Regions from separate parts of the Zea mays genome. Here all the other regions are linked to region 1. The links are chromatin contacts, called in public Hi-C maps. All regions are on one chromosome and are shown on one strand. The core of a region is the stretch at or near the end of the contact, and the rest is flanking DNA. Distances in the headings are between cores, read along the strand shown. Region 1 holds the start of LOC100192973. Region 2 has its middle 46 kb from the start of LOC100382470. Region 3 holds the start of LOC100382470.

Region 1 (4,775 bases), core at 1,286-3,785:
GGACTGTCCGGTGCACCCGACGACAGAAAGCTGCTGCTTTCTGTCCAACGGCTAGTTTGGGGTGTGGAGGCTATAAATACCACCCCAACCGGCCATTCTTGTGTGTGAGAGCCCAAGCAACATACCAAGGCACATAGTGCATATTTCCAAGAGCTCAAACACCCAAGTGCTTAATAGAATCACTCGGTGATTAGCGTAGGTGCTTTGCGAAGTGCTTAAGTTAGTTAGACCGCTCTAGCGCTTGCTCTAGGTGAACCCTAGTTAGTTGAGTGAGTTTAGACAAACCACACAACCCCTCGGCTCTTGCGTGAGTCGTTGTAATTGTACCGAGTGGGGCGAGAGTCTTGCGAGACCGTGACAACCGTGTTTGTGTCACGGCCGCCACCGTGTACCGGAGGGAACGAGGCCCGCGGCGTTTCGGCCGGAAGCTCGATAGTGGAGACGGCGGGGAGCGTCTGAGAGGAGCCGGAAGCGGAGCACCACTTGCGTGTGGAGAAGGCCCGCGGCTCTCTACGGAGTTACTCGACCGAAGGTGCTTGGCCCTCGCGTGGGCTTCCCTTTGCGTAGGGGCACCAACGAGGATTAGTCGGGACCTTGCGTGGTTCCGGATACCTCGGTAAAAATACCGGCGTCATCCACGAGAGTTTGCTTCTCTACTTTGCTCTTTAAGTTTCCGCATTTACATTAAGCATTTAAGTTTCAATCGTGTATTCATACTTATCTAGTGTAGATTGAAACTTAGCCTTTGCGGTAGAGATAGCAACACTTAGACAAAACCTAGTTGCTCATTCTAGTTTGTCTATTTGCATAGGTTTTGCTCTAGGGATTTAATTGTGGCCTAGTTTAGAGAAAGTTTTAGAAGTCCTAATTCACCCCCCCCTCTTAGGTGTCACCCGTTTCCTACAGATCTATATCAAATGTTTGAACAAAATCTATATCCACGATAAAGTTGATTCGTGGTACATCTAGGTGGATTTAATTGGATTTGGAGCTGATGGATCTCTATTAAGGTAGTGTTTGGGAATGCTCCACTCCAAAAAATCTAGCTTCAATATAACTCCTTCCAACCAAACACCTCCTGTTCAATCAACTCCGGCTCCATAAAAAATTCGGATCTAGGCCCCCAACTCCAAGTTTTTTGTGAAGCTTCAAATAGGTGCTTCGGAAATCATTGTTTTGTACCTCCTCATAGAATTGTGGGGGTAATTACTCGTATTGCCACCCAAGACCTCGTGGATAGTCGGGTGGTTCTCCTCGTCGTGCCTCCTCTTCCGCGCCGATGAGCGACTCCCCCGGCATGCCTCCTCCACATCGGCAGGTGGCTTGCCAACATCGCTCCTCCTCAACGTCGGCCGATGGGCTCACCGCAACTGCACATCGGTTTGCGTCAACGTTTGGGGTTGCACCAGCGAGGATGGAGACAGTCGCCTCATGCCTCACATCATTCCATCAAGAGAGGTGACCGAGTTAGTGGGGATGGGAGCGAGAAACAGTGGAGTTGGATCACCTACATGTGGATCGTTTAAAACAAGGATATAATAGACATTTACCCTAAAATCTATCATTCACTGAACTAGAATAAGATGTTAAGCCAAACATTTTTTCTATTCCAACTCCATGGTGGAGCTGCTAAAAGATAGAGTTCGTAGAGTAGAGTGGAGCTGAATTTCTTGGAGTTGAGTAGTCCAAAACGCCTTTTACATAGATCCTTAGAAAAATTTAGCTCACTACGAAATCAAACTAAACAATAGTTTGGAAGAAATGTTGTAGTGGTTTTCTTATAAATAATTTCTCTTTATGTATTTATATTTTATCGATGATTAAGGGTCTCTTTGGAACCACCACAATTTCTAAGAAACTGGTTTCCGTCATCAGTTGCTAGAAACTGGTTTATAAAAAAAATAGGTGTGCGTGTTTAGAGGCTAGTTTCTTGGAAACCAACTTCTAGCTTTGTTATACACAAAGACAATTCAATCCTTACTCTATTTCAAAAGTAATTGATTCTATTATTCTCTTTGTTTTTCTTTGTTGCCAATTTTAAATATAGATTGAATTAATATTTTTAATCTAAAATTTTTAAATAATAATTAAATATTCAAATGGGATAAAGACATCGAGGGAATCACATGCATAGACCTAAGAGCGGTTACAATCACTAATTTCTACCAAGTTAAAAACTAATTTTAGTTATGGAAGAGGCAGTCCGATTTTTAAGAACCGAAGCATAATCTGATATGTTTGGAAGCACTTGACTTTTTATAAATCAGATTGCTAAAAAACTGGATGATTCCAAACGTGTCTAAATAATTCGTATACTAACATCGTTGAATCTCTGAAATAAAACTACTAACTTATTCAGGACCGTCCCTGTAATACGGGAGTCTGCACTCTGCAAGTCTCACTGCAGGTTGGATGGATGTGGATGAAAGCTAAACACAATTTTCTCCATTCAGCCCCTTAAGATCTCCGAAATAGCGAAACCGAGTCGCTCCGTCGAGGCCTTTAAATGCCGGCACAGATGTTGGCCGAAGCAGGACGCCACGAGGCGAACAACCAACTGCTTCCTTCCCCGCCGGCCGCCGCCGCCTACAACTAACACTTCACGTGCCCCCATCCTTTTCCGCCTCAAGTCAAGTGTTCACGGTCCATCCTCTCGAGAGTCTAGGCCCTTCTCCCGAAGCCGCAGACGCAGAAAACGGCTCTGCATATGGAGGCGAAGAAGAAGCCGTCGGCCCCCGCCGCCGTCGGAGCCGCGCCGCCGCCGCCGGGTAACGGGTACTTCAGCACCGTCTTCTCCGCGCCGACTGCGGTACGGGCCGTCTCTTCACGCCATCGTTCTGATATTTTGCTCTCAGATTCCTGGGGTCTTAGTAATTTTTTTGCATGATTAGTGAGCTGGTGCGATTTGATGAAAGAGTCCGTTACTATGTTGCGATTTGTGGAGGGACTTCAACGGTTTCCCAATTTAATTCTGATGAGGGGTGATTTTGATAATAGAGGACCTATAGGATTATGCAAAATCTATTTGGATATGACGTTGACATTTTGACTTTGTTTTGCATTCAAGGGAAGCGCAAGTGACGCAAAGCATGCGGACTTGTACACGATGCTGAACAAGCAGAGCTCCAGAGGGCAGAATGGCAGAGGTAGTTCTGGGTACTCTTGTCAATTTGACGTTTCTCTTCGATTTAGGTCGCGTTCATAAGCACAACGATACTTAAAACCTTTTCTCACCATCTTAGCTTAGAATTAATCTGGAGCACTGATTTTAACTATGGAAGTTTAAATTCGTGCTCAGATGGCAAATCCCACAGCCGCCCTACTTACAAGGATGGCAAACATGCTCATCCAAATGAGCCATCAGAATCTCCTTACTTTGGCTCATCCGTGCATTACGGTGGTCGGGAGTTCTACAGCAGCGTTTTACGGAAGCAACCAGCCAATGAACCCCATACGGATGTACGTAGAACCTTTTTATATATACGTAGTACAGATCATTTGGAGCGCTTAAGTCTAATGTTTATTTTGAATTTTAAATCCAGTACAAGGGGGACAACCCGGATGGCTCTGCTACCAGAGGTGATTGGTGGCAAGGTATCATTGCATCAATTTGTGTATTATCTTCAGTATATACATGGACGCTCATACACTGACTTGCTAGACTTCACTTTCAGGTTCACTTTATTACTGAATAATCTGCTGGGACCTCTCCCTTTTGTGAACAAGGTATACCATATATGGGACACTTTCATAGTTTCCAATTCGCGTTTTCCATTAGTTGTGTTTAGGTTATGCTTGCATCACCGGTGCCAGTCACTTTGTTGGTGCTCCCATTTTGAGTTATGTCTTGTTGTCAACAACATCATACAGTTGTATTTAGTTTGTTACCAGCAGCACTTTAACCCATACTTACATTTTAATCAGCCTAGACTATATACTTCGAGACTTCAGCAGTCGTTCGAATTTTGTATAACAAATGATAGGTTGGTCGTCTTAATACAAGGAACCTAATTATGAGACATACAAAACAGGATATGATGTAGAAAGCTAAGTCTTATAAGTTTTTCTGTCTCCAGGGGTAAAACTGTCCTTGATCATCTGTCCAGCTTAGGTATCATGTTCCAGTCTTAGGAAGTTCAAAATATATATTTAATTTTTTTTATTCCAGAAAACATACCTTTCTTTTGTGTCATTATCCTGGCTCCATTTTTTTGTTTTCCATAAACATAACTTTCTTTTAGGTCTTGTCATTATCCCTCCTCCATTCTGGAAAAATAATCTCTATAGCCTGTACAAGACTTAGGAAGTGTTTGTTTGGGATTATAATCTGCCTAGATTATATAATCCAACAATTCTTGAACTAAGTGTTAGTTCAAAAGTTGTTAGATTATATAATCCAGACAGATTATAAACCCAAACAAACATCCCCTTACTTGCTAGTTGAATCCCAAACGGATTGCATGGTAGTTGAGGTTGACAACGATGGCTGTAAGATAAAACTATGAATCTCTTATGAAGTGTAAGCTTTAACTAGTAGAAAGTTTATCTTAGCAGCTTAGAACAGGGTAAATCACCATCAGTCTTTATCTCCTGGCCTAAAGTATACCATCTCGTACAGCCCACTAGCTTTGGAGAGGCAAACATACTTTTTTGTGCTTTGTGATGCTTGAAGTTAACTGCAGAGCTTGGTGGATTATTGTTCTAACCAGGTCTCGCAAATGTTAGCTTGTAATTAAGACGCTGGCAAGTGGCACTTAAGAAAAACGGTAGCAGAG
Region 2 (4,676 bases), core at 726-3,225, 170 kb before region 1:
CACTTTGTTTCTCCCTTTGCAGAATATTAGATACAAGTGCATTGCACAAAAAAGTTCTCTCAGGTTGATCAGTTAAAAAGCAAATTCAGCACTTGGGCTACATGCATTTAATTTTATTTGATAAAATCACACCCCCTTGACCGTGAGTGCTACAAAGGTAACCTAGTGGAACTCGGACAAAGCTACAACAAGTCAACTCAAATATGGTGTGGCTTTTTAGTGCTCGTACGAGTTTAATTTAGAGCAATACATATACATGTTTAGACATAACACCAAATGAGATTATAAGATAAATTAAAATACGTGGCATAACCTTTGAAGAAATCATTAAGCCTCGAGTTGTCCGGATGACAATGCAATAAATTGTAGAGGTAATTGTGATTATACTATTTTCTGACCTTGCAATTGTAATTTTACCCCACGTTTTTCAACTTTATGATTTCACCCCTCTGTTTTGAAAATGAAGTCGTCGTTTGCCCCTCCCCTTAACACCATTAGTAAAAATCAGAATTAGTGATTAAAAAATAAAAATGAGAGGTAAAATCATAATTGCAAGGTTGGATAAGGGTTTTGAGTAACAATTAATCCTAAAAATTGCTACATTATTTTTAGGGTTAATTGTAATTATGCTCTTCTCTCGCCTTCAATTTTGATTTTACCCCTTATTTTTATTGTTTTAATCACTAATTCTGATTTTTATTAACGATGTTAAGAAGGAGGGACAAATTGTAGCTTCGTTTTCAAAACATAGGGGTAAAATCACAAAGTTGAAAAACGAGAGCTAAAATTGCAATTGCAATGACGAAGAAGAGTATAATTACAATTGCCCCTAAATTGTACGATCTATTACAACGTATTGATATATTTATATTTACTAATCATAGCTCAAATCAATTTGTCGAGGGGACAAAGAAAGCATTGCAATTACCTCATTATTAACGGGGTAAATCAGATGTACTCTTGACGCTTAGCACAGTTCTAAGGATAGGCCTAGCCCAGAAGTTATGTGATAGTTTCTATACTTGCTAGTATAAAGCATAGTATAAGCACTACACATGTAAATGGTATATCCCAATAAGATAGCTTATGTTGCTAAAGCATATAAATATTTTTTCCAGCTCTTAATTATAATGTTATATCATCATTCTTATCTAATTAATACTCTAATTATGAAATATATAGTAACTAACCTGACCAAGGTCATGCATAACCCACATAAATGTCAAGTAGCTTAAGTGTAAAAAATACAAGAGACGTATCTTGGTGAATGAATGTCTCTAGCACAGTTCTCTAAGCCTAAAATACGATTCCACCTATACAACTCATATAAATGAGTCGTGCCTTGAGGAGTTCTAGTGAGTAAGATACAATACTTAGATACATTGGGTTATATAAATGAGTTTCTTAGATCAAGTTTAGGGGGGGTGTTTGTTTGGATTACAATCTTCCTACATTATATAATCTCATTTATTTTAAACTAACACTTAGTTCGAAATAAGCGAGATTATACATTCTGGATAGTTTATAGTCCAAACAAACACCCCTTTAATAATATAGTCAATTGTTGCCTATAAAGGCCTTTGCAGTCTATCTAATAGCCTATATGTATAATGGTGAGCCCTTTACATTTAATATATAGAACATTTCTCTCTCTTCCAAAAAAATTTGGTCTCCATGTATAAGCTGGTTGATAGTTTGTAACTCGCTTGTCTTCTCTATCATTCTTTCTTTCTTCCACGCCAGTATTTAGCCAGCTTACTATCAATTAGTTATATGTAGTGATCGAAGAACTGCAATATAGTACGTATAGAGTATACGTGTCTAAACAAGCAAATTTTCCCGTTGGCAAGCGCACGCATGTGAACCAACAGGATGGGGGTGCATGTGCATGAGTGCGCGAACGATCCCAGCTAGCCCATTGATAACTGGACCCTCCATGGCCCGGTGGCCCCATATAAACAATCGGCATTCCTGTGGGTCCCACCACCGAGTTACCCACGCGACGTAACATTACGCTACGCACGGGACCTCTCTGGGTCCGAGATTATTGTCGATGACATGTGGGACAATTTCGCTGTCCCTTCTCCAGAGGGAACGGTACAGAACAGCGAGAGGCGAGGATTGTCACGTAGATTCCCGGGGATACGGTCGTCACGTCGAGGGGTGTCAGTCGCGGTCCCGTGACGGGACGGGACGCGTGTCACGTACCGATGGGGGACAAGGCTACCGGCTTAGGTCTTGTTCGTTTGTATTTGATTGTACCCGAAATCGTTGCACCTAATCAAAGTTTATATAAATTAGAGAAGCAATCCGGTTCGGAATCGTTGCGACCCACCAATCCGGTAGAAACGAACAAGGCCTTAGACTGTTAGACTGTGTTCAACGCATCCCGCCGAAGCCCCCCTCCCCTACGGTAGCGGCTACAGGAGCACGCTAAAACCTTCAACGGTTAACTCTATCTCATCCCCTACGGTAGCGGCTAGCGCTACTATTTTCTCTCTCCCCCAAATACAGCGTGCTCTCCTTTCCTCCCCTATATACTGTGCTGTGGGCCCACGGTTAATTATTAGTTGATGAAAAATTGGTAGAAGGTGAAAAGTAGGTATAGAAAATGATATTTTATGGTTGTAGTGGGGTATAGGGGAAGAATTTAGGGGGAACCGCTATACATGATGGAGATATAGGGGGAAAAACGCTGACGTGGCACGTGAATGAGATATAGGGGGAGAAATTTAGGGGTAACCGCTGAACACAGTCTTACGGCCATACGCTCGAGAGAGATACGGTCGCCACGACGCAAAATATTGCAATACAGATTATACAGTACTTCGCTGGTGCACTCCGTCCGTTCCAAAACACATAACGTTCTTTATTTTTAAACATCTTATTCAACGATTTGTTTTTTTATAAATATTCTTTATTTTGTTATAACTTATTTTATCATTAAAGGTACTTTAGTAGTACTTTATTATATTTATTTTAAATATAGTAAAACTAAATAAAAAATAACCAAACGTAATATCTAAGTTAAAATCGTTATTTATTTTCAGATAAAGAAAACGTGTACTAAAGGCCAACCGACATAGAGCATCTCCATCGTTCTTTCTAAATTTCACTCTCTAAATTATTATTTAGAGAGTCATTTCCATAAAAACACTTTATATATCTTTCTGATCTCCAACACTATTTCTATATCTTGTTTGCACTCTAAAATCCATTCACATTTTTTTTATGTTTAGCTAGCGAGAAACCTGGAATAGAATATGGCTATGTTTGGATAACCATTTAAATAAATTGTTGGGTTTTTTACCAAAAAAAATCTCATTCCATTTTAAACAGGATAAATATAGTCTCTTGGAGTTGCTCTAAGATTATTCCCAATCTATTGGTTCTTGTCACGACATCTAAAGTTGCCACATCATGTGTTACTTTAGAAGATATATTTGTCCTAATATGTAATATCATGTATTGTTTTATACTGTATGATTAGTTGGTTGCATGAGCCGAGAAACTGTATCCGCAGATCTTCAAAGCAGGGTTTGTTTGGTTCATTTCTCTACGAATTCCGACTCAGCAGATGCAAAAAGGGTGTTCGACCAGGCCGCGCAGAGATGCCCGTGGGAGGCGTATAGCGGGATGCAGGCTGCGGGCAGCCAGCCCCATGCAACGACACAGAATACGAGACATCTTTTTAGGGTGTTTTTTTATTATATCTTCTAATTAAAATATTGAATCATCAAACTAATTTCATGTTTGTATTCCTGAGATTTTTTTAAAAAAACTAGACCATTCATGCTATGTAATATTTGAAGATTTATTTGTGCATCCTTCTCTAATACACGTTTTAGTGCAACCAACCAAACAAAGTCTGTGCCTAATCTGAACAGGTCTATACAAGCAACCAAACAAAAGCGTCTGCATGATCTCGTCCTAGTTCTACTAATACTGGCTAGACACTCATGTGATCCTGGCTCGACTTCTACGGCAACCAAACGCACGGATAGTTCTTACAAGACAATAAAATGTTAGATGTGTATAAGAATTGTGGGCCACTTATATGTGGTAGGTATTAAATGAGTATGATGCCATACACTGAGAATAACCTAATACAATGCAAGCTACTCACAACATCTCCTCCCACCCTACATTCAGTGTAATGCTCCAACGGTTCTCCTGTACTGCCCCTATATGAGGGCGGGAGAGGGACAACTCCGCATATATGGAGTGAACTTTAATCTTTGGTATTTTTTGTTTACTTTATTTCTTTGTGATATTAACATTTTTAAGCTCCATAACTTGATAATAATGTGTATTATGGTAGTGCGAATCGTGTATGATTTTAAAAAAAAAACATAAAAAACTGATGAAAGATGTTAAATAGCTGATGTAGTGTATAGAATAAGCTAGATAGAGGGATTGATCGGAGGCATTTGTATATGGGAAAATTATCTCTTACAGAGTTGTCTCTATTAGATTACTTATCCTATCTTATATCATATGTTTTTATTTAAAACTTCACTCTATAAATAGTATAGTATAAATAGTGTTTTATATGACCATATTCAAGATCCGCTGAAAACAGACTAATACTAATGAAAAGTACATGGAAAATAGATGGGGAAATGGTTGAATGTTTGTGATGCTTTTCCTAGGGGGAGATTAGCTGGGCAGCGGGG
Region 3 (4,706 bases), core at 2,177-4,676, 210 kb before region 1:
GTGTACAAACTACAATAAGGATGAACTAGCAAGTGGGCTCAACAGGGAAATCTGAAACAATGTGCATCTTCTCATCTGTATGAGACGATGTAAATCAGAAAGTAATGATCAACATCAATGATATTTCAGATTTGTGAATAAAGAAAATTTCAAGCATACTTCTCATCTGTGAAAACATAACTTGGACATATCACTACCAGCAAACATTGTGCAATTATCACTAGCAAATAAATAAGTGCAAGCACAAGAAAAGGCAACTTTCAATAAAGCAAAGAACTTGGCCATTGGTCTTGTTGGAAGTATGTGGGCATTTATCCCATATCTAGGATCCTTTGTTAATTCTCTCACTAATAGTAATCATGATCAAGTTGCGCAAGCAGCATATCACCGTGACATGTCTTTTCTACCTTAGCATCATCACATACTAGTTTCTAAATGGCAAATATGATATAGTGAATCTTGTAACCATTGGGTACAAAAGACATGTCATGAAAAGCCCCTAAATGTCATCACCTGAATTCAATAGCGAATAGAAGTACACATGCGACTACATATCATGGTTTGGCATATCAATTTCAGGCTCGGGTTAAAAAACTCACCTCGTCTATCACATACCAAAGCATAGGTCTAAGACCAAGCTCCGATCGCAGCCGTTCTCACATGGCTACGGAGCCTATGTATGTGTGGGATAAAGGTTGAGGAGTTTTCTTGACCTATGTGAGAAGTTCTTAATACAACGAGCAAGGGTGGTCAAGTTTTTATAGCGGCCTCATGTTTCTAGCGCGTCTGCCTAGCTTCGTAGCGTCGGTCATCTAGTCTCTACCATAGGAAGTCGTAGATGGTGGCTTCTCTGTAACTACGCTCGGCAACGATGACTCATGGTAGTTTTGAGACGCTCGGCAACGATGACTCATGGTAGTTTTGAGCTTTGCCGTGTGCGTGGGTGGGTTAGCGTGTCCTATTTCGTGGGCACATCTGCACATACATGGTGTGCCTGCTTTTTTTTGTGCATGAAACTTCTATTTTTTTAATTAAAACACCATTTGTTAAAAAAAACTTTAAAGACAACAAGATAAGAAGATATGACATTCATATACTTACGGATGTAGGAAGTGCTCGAACAGCCATGAGCGAAGAACAGACACTGCACGCTCAGGAAGCCCTCTTTGAGGCCTCCAAATGTTGTGAGCCTGGCTGAACGTGTTCACGCTGTTTCCCCTCAGGTGGTCTGCTCCACCACCCATAAGCGCAAAGTTCGCCATATCATCCTTGCCAATACCATCACTGGCAGCGACCTTGCTTGTGTTCCGTAATTGGCTCATTATCATCCCCTTCAGGAACTTGAAATGCTTAGACATTGTCCGAAGAGCCATGGAAGCAAAGGGGACGGCGTTGCTCAGCCCCGAAACCGTCTCAAACGAGGAGATCACAGATTGCAGCTGCTGGTAGTATTGTTTGTATCGCCTGCAAACCTGCAAGATTCATACACTTCTGAGTTTAAAGGTAGAACACACCCAAAATTCAGTACTTAACTAATAGCTATAACTACTTAGTGGAGCCAATAAACTCAGTAAGTTCAGCATAGGACATAGCCAGATTTTATTTTCCTGCCGAGAGACGAGACTGCACCAATTCATGTATGTTTAAGGAGTCAGGATGCTAGCACGTAGTCCCTCCTTTCTTTTTTATTTGTCACCGTTTAGTTCAAAAAATGAACGATATTCGATAACCGAGTCACTATTCTACTCTGCCTGGCAAAAATTACAACCATGAACAATAGAATTATTTTAACAAAAGAGTGGCGACCAGATAAGCAGAATCTTTCTGCAGGTTTTCACTGATGCATATGGCATCCTTCAGAAAGAAGACAAAAACTCCAGGAATCTTATCGAGTAGCAACTTTGAAAATTTCTACGGGATAAAACTAGAGAGACCTGATATATTTTGATATTCCAACATCCATATTTTGAACTGCTGGACAATTCTGTTCATGAAGAAGTTTTTCTAGTTGTCGCAAGGTAAAAAATGAAAAGGTATGCAAACCTCTCAACACCAACAGTGCAAAACAATGATTTGATGCATATAAATAACCAAAGAAACATATCCGAAAGAGCTCGATTTGCAATCCATATCTACTCTCATCAAATCACAAGCACAAGAAATAAGCTGTGCCAGAACAGCAGATAAAGATTCGAACAGGATGTAGGCTCCATGACGTGACCATGAGGTATTCGTTAGATTCTTCTCGGCGAAGAAGAAATAATTGCGACAAGAAACAAAAGCAGAGAAAAGACGTATTTTTCAATGAAGGATCAAGAAGCTCACGTCCTCCATGAGGGAGATGAGCCTGGTCTTCCTCCACTGCTGCTCGGCGCCGGAGACAGCGACCGCCTCAGCGGTAGCGCGGTCAACGCCGCCCATGCCATGCTCCATGCCGAACATACCCTCGTCGGAGAGAGGGTCCAGGTGCGGGGGCCGTCCGCCGACGTTACAGATCTCTTCGAGCAGCTTCTGCGCGGGGCCCAGGAACCTGGACCGCCCGAGGACGGCCGCGTAGCCCGTGAACGGGCCGTACGGCCCCGTGGCTACCCCCGCGGCGAGCTGCCTCCGCGGCGCGGGCGGAGGGTTCGAGGGCGCCGAAGAGAGCGAGAGCGCGAAGTTCTGGCTCGGGATCTGGACCCCGGCGCCCGCAGGTAGCGCGTGTGCTACTAGCTGCGCGTGCGCCAGCGTGGGGCTATGCGGCGAGTAGTAGGACGATGTCGACGAGGAAGCGTAGGAGTAGAAGGGTGGGGGCGCCGGCCAGGCAGTGGGCGGGGGCGAGTCGGCCGCGTCGTCGGGCGGGAACCGCAGCTTCTCGCGGCGGCTGTGCTGCGGCACGTGGTAGAGCTGCCCCGCGCCCGCGGCCTGCCCCAGCAACAGGTGCTGATGCTCCGCGCCGCCGGCCCCGTATCCACCGCCCGCCGCCGAGGACATGTTGTCGCCCGCGCACGAGCGCCGCCGGGGCCCGTACGTACTGGCGGATCGTACACGACCTGGAGCGAGAACGCGGAGAGAGAGAGAGAGAGCCCACGAGCGAAGAGGGCGGCTCCCGCACTTTGCGAGCGCCTGGCCGGGGGCTGGAATTGGGACTGAAAGGGTAGCTGCAGCAGCCGGCAGTACAGGCTGCCCGTTGCTTTCTCCCGCGTCCCGGCCGCGCGCTTTTGTGCGCTCGGTTCTGGTGGTGGTGGTGCTTTTGCTGCTGGTGGAGGTGTTCGGCTCCCGGGCTCGCTCGGCTGTCGGCTCTACCTCTACCTGTACTGTACCTCGGGGCGCCTTTCTTTGTGCAAAGGTGCGTGGCAGTCTGGCAGATGGGGGGAGGGAGGCGAAAAACAGGCGCCCGCGACGGCGAGATGGCGAGGCAAGGACGCGAAATGGTGAGCAGTGAAAGCGAAAGACAGAAAGGAGTTGGTGACTGTCTGCTCGTGTGATTGTGGTGCGAGGAGAGGGCGCGAGGTAGGACGGGGGCGTGCGGTGGAGACCCTGGCCAGGGTCAGGTACTGTATATCCCAAGCACACAGCCCAGCCTCAGGCCCTACAGTGCCAGGTATGGCCTGATGATAGTTATTGGCTTGGCATTTGGCAAGGCCTTCACTCCTCCAAAGCCGTCTCTGTATTCATCATTTATATCCCTATGTTCGGTTGTGTAAGGATTAGAAAAAATTAAGGGGATTAAACCTCTTTCTATTAATCACCCTCAATCTACCCCAACCGAATAAGTCCTAAAAATTTATTTCTCTTTTATCTTCATCTTCAGCAGCATTCTTTATATCCCATCCTCTCTATATAAAAAATAACTATATTAGAGACATATGTTATTTTAAATTTTTATACATATATATTTGTTATACTCACAAATATTTTGTACATAATTTAGTTTTGATAAATATGTTGTTTAAAGTATTAAAATAGATAGAAGAAAGGATATAGAATCTCTATATAGAGAGAACAGATGAAAATCATCTATATTTAGAGTATCAATTAGAGAACGCTGATGTAGTGATAAAAAAGGAAATCTCCACTAAATATAGGGTACAAGATGTTGTACATATTTTTGTTGGAGAGAGTCTAAACCTTAACTTTTTAGTGCCTCTCATCTTCTTTCTTCCTCACGCTCCACACAAATCATGTGACGGTAGGCTTACTATGCATGTCTCATGGTCTATTTGTAAATATCCACATAGTATCATCACATCCATCCACCTATCCATATCATCTCATATCTAAACACACCACACTCTCACATCTCATCACTACACTCTCTAGTCAACAAAGACAACTCCCTCTCATCCTTATCTCAATACTCTCAGGTTTGATCCTTATCCAAACACGAGGAAGAGAAAAAGAACACAAAACTCTCTAGTCATGCTCAAGTGAGAAACATATAGGAATCTTCATTAACCTTGGTCAGACCTATGCTTATAGATCGATCAACTCTATAGAGAATGTACACCTATAGCCACAACATTACCATCATCGACGGTGGCCTCTGTCTAGGTTGATATTAGGCTATTATCTAACCAGAATGATACCACCTACAATTCATCACCAAGTCACCCTAGAGTACCACCGACATGCTGAGACTGCGAAATGAAGTATTCCTAGTGGTCATTACATGGTTTAAGAGGATTAGAGGATACACCCTTACATAGTTACATCCCTACACTATC

Evidence for each region. A called contact is a pair of places that touch in the nucleus more often than the background predicts.
Region 2: a Hi-C map of ear shows a contact between it and region 1, with 2.1 times the contacts expected there. The contact joins the enhancer-like site here to the promoter of LOC100192973 in region 1. A contact is called at or near these places in 6 of 25 Hi-C or Micro-C datasets (ear, endosperm, leaf and 1 more).
Region 3: a Hi-C map of ear shows a contact between it and region 1, with 2.1 times the contacts expected there. The contact joins the promoter of LOC100382470 here to the promoter of LOC100192973 in region 1. A contact is called at or near these places in 6 of 25 Hi-C or Micro-C datasets (bundle sheath, ear, leaf and 1 more).

The regions. Positions count from the first base shown.
Region 1 is chr8:97,723,903-97,728,677 of Zm-B73-REFERENCE-NAM-5.0, forward strand. It overlaps LOC100192973, which reads left to right and starts at 2,536. Exons shown (of 6, transcript NM_001138147.1): 1 at 2,536-2,809; 2 at 3,068-3,146; 3 at 3,299-3,459; 4 at 3,543-3,594; 5 at 3,675-3,726. The coding sequence starts at 2,708. The coding sequence ends at 3,691.
Region 2 is chr8:97,556,451-97,561,126 of Zm-B73-REFERENCE-NAM-5.0, forward strand. No RefSeq gene overlaps it. Among protein-coding and RNA genes, the nearest start is that of LOC100382470, 46 kb to the left of the region's middle. Within about 2 kb of position 1,976, at least 17 of the 20 cell types and tissues checked have an H3K27ac peak or open chromatin away from gene starts, as enhancers often do. A contact at or near this core is called in ear, endosperm, leaf and 1 more, where this site is marked.
Region 3 is chr8:97,509,397-97,514,102 of Zm-B73-REFERENCE-NAM-5.0, forward strand. LOC100382470 reads right to left here and starts at 3,427. Exons shown (of 4, transcript NM_001175210.1): 1 at 2,326-3,427; 2 at 1,102-1,472. The coding sequence starts at 2,973.